2 separate regions of the Mus musculus genome follow, and region 2 is linked to region 1. The links are chromatin contacts, called in public HiChIP or PLAC-seq maps. All regions are on one chromosome and are shown on one strand. Each heading gives the region's core, a stretch centred on a gene start, on an enhancer-like site or on the middle of the called end of the contact. The rest is flanking DNA. Distances are from core to core; before and after follow the strand shown.

Evidence for each region. HiChIP or PLAC-seq counts read pairs in DNA pulled down with a chosen protein or histone mark.
Region 2: a contact with region 1 is called in an H3K27ac HiChIP or PLAC-seq map of a colorectal cancer cell line, with 4 times the contacts expected there. The contact joins two enhancer-like sites. A contact is called at or near these places in 2 of 115 datasets of contacts at active chromatin or transcription factors (a colorectal cancer cell line and pancreatic cancer cells).

The regions. Positions count from the first base shown.
Region 1 is chr5:86,242,995-86,246,582 of GRCm38.p6, forward strand. Tmprss11c (transmembrane protease, serine 11c) reads right to left here. Exons shown (of 10, transcript NM_001030297.2): 6 at 1-9. Among named protein-coding and RNA genes, the nearest start is that of Gm25473, 7.8 kb to the left of the region's middle. Within about 2 kb of position 2,042, at least 42 of the 459 cell types and tissues checked have an H3K27ac peak or open chromatin away from gene starts, as enhancers often do. A contact at or near this core is called in a colorectal cancer cell line and pancreatic cancer cells, where this site is marked.
Region 2 is chr5:86,781,293-86,784,880 of GRCm38.p6, forward strand. No RefSeq gene overlaps it. Among named protein-coding and RNA genes, the nearest start is that of Ythdc1, 21 kb to the right of the region's middle. Within about 2 kb of position 1,944, at least 16 of the 459 cell types and tissues checked have an H3K27ac peak or open chromatin away from gene starts, as enhancers often do. A contact at or near this core is called in a colorectal cancer cell line and pancreatic cancer cells, where this site is marked.

The DNA.
Region 1 (3,588 bases), core at 792-3,291:
TTGCAATGTCTAAAAGTCAAGAAAATAAAATTATTTACATTTATAAACACATTTTATTTTTAAAATGAATTGTACTTATGTTGTTTTGGCAATAACTTGTAAACATTTTATCTATTTTGATTGCCAGTTTTGTTTGTGAACTAATATATAAAAAAATAAAATATTTATACTTACTTCTAAAACACTAAAGTTCCTCATAATTTGCAAAACAATTTTACTTTTGAAATGCTCTAAAATATAGGAGAAGTGGTAATCTTCCATCAGATCCTAGAAGACACCCTAACAATAATCCTATGAACTAAGATGTTACCTTTACTGCACTTTTAAAATTGAAATGAATGTTTTGGTTAACATATGAAGACATTGGTTTCCTTGTGATATTTTCAGATACATATAACACGTACAGTTAAACTTTGTTCTTGTTCTCTCTCAATGTTCTATTCTGCCTCTCCTCATCTGGCTTTCCCTTTTTCTTCCCAACATAGGCCACGTTTCTGCTTTCTTGACATGTACTCCATTATTCTCCTTTGTTCCTATTCCCTCAACCCTTTAGAGCTCCTCCTTTTTTATAAATTTGCCACACAACACACACACACACACACACACACACACACACACACACACACACACACACACACACACACACTTTCCATCAAGGCTCCACAAATGAGAGAAGATGTATTTGTGTCTTTGCGTTTGGCTTGTTTCTCTTAACTTAATACTCGATATTGTGGCTATTTTCCTGCCGCTGTTACAATGTCATTCTTCTTCACAGAGGAACAAAATCCCCCTTTATGTAGGCATCACATTTTCTTTAGTCATCTGTTGATGAATATTTAGGCTGGTCAATATCTTGGCTTTTGTGGGCAACACTGTAATACATATGGATGTGCCAACTTAGGGCCATTTAGATGTGTGTCCATGTGTGGAACATCTGGGTCAGGTAGTAGTTTTGGTTTAGTATTAGCATTTTGTGTGTGTGTGTGAGTGTATGTGTGTGTGTGTATGTTAAGTGAATTTTTACTATACTATAAAATTTACATTCTTTGTGTGCTATGGCTCAATTGTTTGTTGTCCCATTGCCCATTTAGTTTGGATCAAAAGGGTTTAACTTGGCAATAAGACATAGTTTAAAATTTTCTTCTCATTCCTGGATAGATTTGGAAAAGAATCATTTATAACAGATAGTTTTGCTATGCAGCCCATTTGTGAACAGAATCTCAAATTTTCTCAATTGATGTGGGAAAAGAGGAGAGGGAGAAAATAAATGAGTCACATGTCAAATCTCATATGTAGAAAACTGTCACTTCATTAGCCAGTTTTACTTAAAGAGTTCAAAAAGGCATTATCAACTGTACGATAAGGTAAACACTATAAATGTCTATGCTGATTCATTTGATGTTCTTGATTTCTACAAATCCAGGAAGAAGTGTCCAAACTCCATGTCCATTACACTTGCCATTTTACAGTTGGTTGCACAATAAATCAGAAAGACAAAAGAATCCTTTACCAGATGCTGACCTGTCTAAATGAAAGGCAAAGGCACTTAGCAGTCAGCTGGGCTAGAGAAGAAAGGGGCCACGCCTACGTGAGGAGATGTCTTACTGCTATTTTCCAGAGGTTGTTTTGTGTTTGACATGGTATATATAGTTTAGTTTTGAATTTTTGATGCTTGGCAACTTATAAAATCATATTGAAATTTTTAGAAAGAAACTTAAATGGACTGGACAATTATTGTCATAATCTTAATTGATAGTTCTAAAACTCCATGGTATTTGTGTGTTTTCTTTTCTTGAGGTTTTCTTTATTATTGTGTTCCTTGCCAAAGAAAACAAATGTATTAGATATGTAGTTTGCTTTTTAAAGGTGGTGCTGTTCCATAGCTTAACAGAGAATAGTTACTATAACTTCCATGTGTGGATGGCCAGCTACAATGAATTGAGAAACGACTTAAGCCAGTTTCTTTTCAGACTGAGTCACAGTGGTGGCTGTCTGCATTTCCTACCTTTTAAGTCTTCTGACTCACACTCAGAGGTTGGAAGTTTTGTGGCTTGACCTCCCAACCACAACTTCAGCATGGTAACCTAAGAGACTCTGTTTACTGTGGACTGCATTGAGGAAGTCATAAAAAACAATAGTTCTGTCTCTGCCAAGGAAGATGTGGATCAAAGGATGGTAAGAGTCCTGGGAGTGGTGGCTCACAGCTGTAATTCCAGTACTCCATGGCTAAGGGATGAGTGAAGCTGAGGCCAGACCAGTTTATAGGACAGGAAAACTAAAAACTCAGACAGCCCAGCAAACAGGCATTGGTCTTCTCCAAGGGCTTAAGTTATCAAAGTACAGACATGGATTTATCCTCAGTGAATCAAACATTCATAATTAACTTAAAATTAATGTCTAGCTCTGTCCAGTTTCCTGTGTTTGGCTTTATGGCTGACCTGTAGATGATTGAATGCACCACCAAACGTTAAGCAAAAGGGGAGGATTTGAATGGCTGACAAAATATTCTTTTGGGAAGGAGTTGAGGAATTTATTTTAAGGCCAGAGATATATAGGTATGATATGGTTGGAGGTTGAATATTAGATTTGAAACATATTCTCTAATTAATATTGTAGAACATCCTTCTCTAGTGTTCATGGTTGGAAAGCATGAGAAGCAAGTTTGGATGGACTGGAGGATTCCTGTCCTGGGCTTGGTGGTGCCTCCTTTTTAAAATCTAACACTGAGTTGACAGAGGGGCTGGATTTCTGTGAGTTTGAGGTTAGCCTGGTACATGAAGCAAGTTCCAGGCCAGCCAAGATTACAGTGTCCTGGATGGTGGTGGCACACACCTTTAATCCCAGCACTTGGGAGGCAGAGGGAGGCAGATTTCTGAGTTCGAGGCCAGCCTGGTCTACAAAGTGAGTTCCAGGACAGCCAGGGCTATACAAAGAAACCCTGTCTCGAAAAAACAAAAACAAACAAAAATTACATAGTGAGATTATGTCTCAAGGAAGAACAAGGAGGAGGGGGACAGAGAGGGAAAGGGAGGAGGAGGGGAGAGGAGGAAGAGGAGGAAGATGAGGAGGAGGAGGAGGAGGAGGAGGAGGAGGAGGAGGAGGAAGAGCTCTCACTTTATACCCTTATACTCTTTAACCCTAGCTTGTGCATTAGTGAATGAGTTCCAAGCCAAGAGAACGACATAGAAAGATCTATCTCAATAAAGCAAGCAAGCAAGCAAGCAAGCAAGCAAGCAAGCAAGCAAGCAAGCAAGCAAACAAACAATAGCTAGATAAAGATTTATAAAAGGAAGACTCCTCTACAATCTGATTTCTAGCAAACTTCTTTCCTTGGGAGAAAAAAATCTGAAGCAAATTGTAAAATTCTAAGAACAAGGAATAACTTTACTTTTTTACAGTAGTAGCAGGCTCATTCATAACATTAATTATATAGATTTATAATTATAGAATAATATATATTAATTATATATATTAATTATATAGACTTTAATGATATTTATGTAAATTTGTTACTCTACATGAATCCACATTCTAAATAAGCTGAGTAATTCTAACTTTTAGATTCATTTCTTGGGTTTTCTACGTAGA
Region 2 (3,588 bases), core at 694-3,193, 540 kb after region 1:
TTTATATGAGAACTCCCGCTCAGTCAGATGCCTCACTGTAATTGGGTTGTGTGTTAACTTGGAGTTTTGTGGTGTTTAGACCCTTGTATACACGAGACACTAATTCTCTGTCAGGTGTATAGCTGGCAAAGAATTTTCACTCTACAGGCTGTTTCTTTAATTGGTTAAAATTTCCTTCTTTTACAATAGAAACATTTGTTAATGTCATGAATTTTTACTTGTTGATTTTTGGTCCTATTTCCTGGCCACCCAAGGCTACCATAGTAAGGCTCTGTCCCAAAAAGGAGACTCTTCTGAGAGTTAAAAATAGCAGAAGATATAGTATCAAAATTATAGTAAATAAGATTAATCGTCCTTATTTGAATCTAATCCAGATGCCACTGTTCGTGCTCCAGATCAACCAGCTCCTATAGACTGATCATCCATCTTTATCTAATTTTCCTGATTATTTGAAATTTCTACAATAAATATTTACTGCTTTTAGTTTAGTTTTCCTCCAAACAAAATATGATTATATCATATACAAATGATTAATCTATTTCAATATTTCAAATATAATAAACATATGAAATACAATAAAAACATAATTTTTTACTTCCCATGAGACTATGGTAATGAAATTTTATTTTTATAGTGTAGTACTAAAAAGCACATGAACGTGAAATTTAAGATACTAACATACTAAAGTCTAAAAACACCACAAAAATGAATCGACAGATTCAAAATTGATCTTTCAACAGTGTGGAAAAATGTTCTGGGCAAGTTGCACACAAATTCACCACCATCAAATGACTTTCTGCCCTGTAGCATCCCATCCTCTGTCAGGTAAGAAAGACAGAGCTAAAAAGGTTTGGGCTAGAAAAAAAGGAAGTTCAGCTTTATCATCATAGCAATGCTATTCAATGACATGTTGGAAAATTAATTTGAGCTAGAAGTTAAGCCAGGTACAGTGACAGATGTTTAATCCCAACACTTGAAAGTCAGTTTATATACATTCAGGAAAAGCCTACCTTCAAATCTTGTTTAGGGAAACATTTTGCCAAAATAAAAAATTAACAGAGAAAAAAAATTTTTTTTCTGGTGACTGGATGAAAAAAAAAAAGAAATACAAAGAAAAGATTATGACAGGTCTGGGGTTTTGGTACCAGATGAATGAAAAGAAAAGAAAAAGAAAGAAAGAAAGAAAGAAAGAAAGAAAGAAAGAAAGAAAGAAAGAAAGAAAGAAAGAAAGAGAAAAATATGAGTGCTTCTAGGTCATGGTGGAGGAGAAAATTTATTGTAGACAAAAGGAAAAGCACAGTCGACATCAGGGACAGTTCAGAGTGGACATGACCCTTGAGCTCTGTAAGGAGAGAGGGAAGATGGAGGGGGAGAGAGCAGAACCAGGTGCTGCAGCCTGGAGGTGCAAAAGAGGAGAGGGTAACCAAAATGTCTGGATTATACAGGGAAGGGCAGCTGGGGGAAGGGCAGCCCAGCCCATGGACTGCAGAAGTTTAGGGTAGGGGGCAGAGTAATCCAGGTAGAAGGGCCCTACAAAGGTAGGGACTGAGGCATTCAGGGAAAACCTGGTGCCTGGGTTTGCTCTAATATGTCATGAAGTCACTCAGCCAGTTTATCCCTGCTTGAAACCTTGCACTGACTAATAATCAAACAAGGACTATGACTTTAGCTTTACTTTCAACTTTTTAAGCAAAAATGCCATGCTCTTCCCTTAACTTACTGTATTATGTTCTTCATGAAGAACTCCAAAGCAAAAGGCAAGCCTGCTCCAGGTGCCCCCAGGCAGTTTTCAGTGCAGAGCTGGGTCACCAAGGCTGTACTAAGGTAAAAGCCTGGATCAACGTGAAGGCAATTGGAGGGGGGGTTGGGAGGGCTGTCTCAAGCCATGAGGCCGCTCCTAGGACTCACATTTCTGTGCGTGTTACCACGCCCAGTGTCAATTTGACTCTTTTTTTCTGTGATCTAGCCAGGGCGTCACATCCTTTGTTAGTAAGTCAGTGAGTTTGATAAAGTCAAAGATAAATTCACTTTGTTTTGTTTCCTGATGTTTTAGATTTGTCCATGTTTCCAATCCACATCAATCAGCTCATAGCTGATTCATCGCAGGCGGAAGCGAGTTATTTACAGGTCTGTAACAATGTCTATGACAGGCAAGTGGCAGTTGCTAACTGATAGGTTATTTTTCTGCCGTTGGTAAAATGAGTCAATTTAAAACAGATTAGATTATATTAAAGGCTGGTTTGTGGGGAGAGTTCACTGGCCAGTCCCAAAGGACCAAGGCCAGAGAAGTCCACATGGGAAGAGGGGAGAGGAGAGAGGGGGAGAAAGGGGAGAGGGGAAGAAGAGGAAGAGGGAGAGTCGAAGGTGGGGACGGGAGAGGAGGAGGAGAAGAAGGGGGAGAGGAAGAAGGAGGTAGGAAGAGAGAGAGAGAGAGAGAGAGAGAGAGAGAGAGAGAGAGAGAGAGAGAGAGAGAGAGAATGAAAATGTCTGGATTATATAGGGAGTAACCTCCTGTGGAAGGGCAACCCAGCCCTGGGCTGGAAACAGGGTATGCCAGATAGGGACTGAGGGATGTTGGGAGAACCTAGAATCCAGGTCTGCTTTAGTATGTAAAATATGCACCCCCCGAGTCTCCTGTCCCAGATCTGAAACAAAACATTAATTTCACAAATAACAAATAAAAGCAAGCCTCCTTCTCCCTCAGTATTGACACTCAGAACAGAGTAATTTAGGGAAAGCCATGCAGGAAAAGCCACTGTTCCACACACTGTGGAATTAAGTCTAATTGCCAAACTTTCCAACCATGCTTTCACGCTGTCTCAAAATTACAACAAAAAGGCAATGTATAAATTAGTAATTGGCCACCCACATGGATTCTCTAGGAATTTGCTTGAACTAATCTCACTTACAGAAGCAGTGAGAATGCGCTGTGTGTGTGTGTGTGTGTGTGTGTGTGTGTGTGTGTGTGTGTGTGTGTGTGTTTATAATTGGGAATTTTAACTCAAAACTTTCCTATATAAAAAACATTCTGGCAATCAAAGTGGCAGGGTCAGGTTTTCACCTTCAAAGCACAGAAACAAATGGTGCAGTCACTAAAAAAAACCCAAAGCCAATAACTAGCATACCCATCATCTTACACATCATTTATTATTTCAGTGTGCTGAGAACATTCTGAATCCTCTGGACTAACCATGTGAAAATAGCCAGTAGGTTTTATTAGTTGCAGTCATCCTACTTTGTAACAACTCACTAAAACCTTCTGCTAACATTGCACAATGCAAACATGAATTAGAAGATTATACTGTACCCTGAAAATATGTGCAAGTATAAATTAAAACCAAAGTGGAAAAACGGGGGGGGGGGGGGGAGTGGTCTTTTGTAAAGCCGTAGGGCCAACTCTGAAAAAAAAAATCAAATTCCTCTTTAACTTTCTTTCATTTGTATTCTCTCTCTCTCTCTCTCTCTCTCTCTCTCTCTCTCTCTGTGTGTGTGTGTGTGTGTGTGTGTGTGTGTGTGTGTGTGTGTGTGTAGAGTCTGGTGGTTGACATTAGATGTCTTCCTCAATAGCTTCTCAACCTTGTTCTGAGA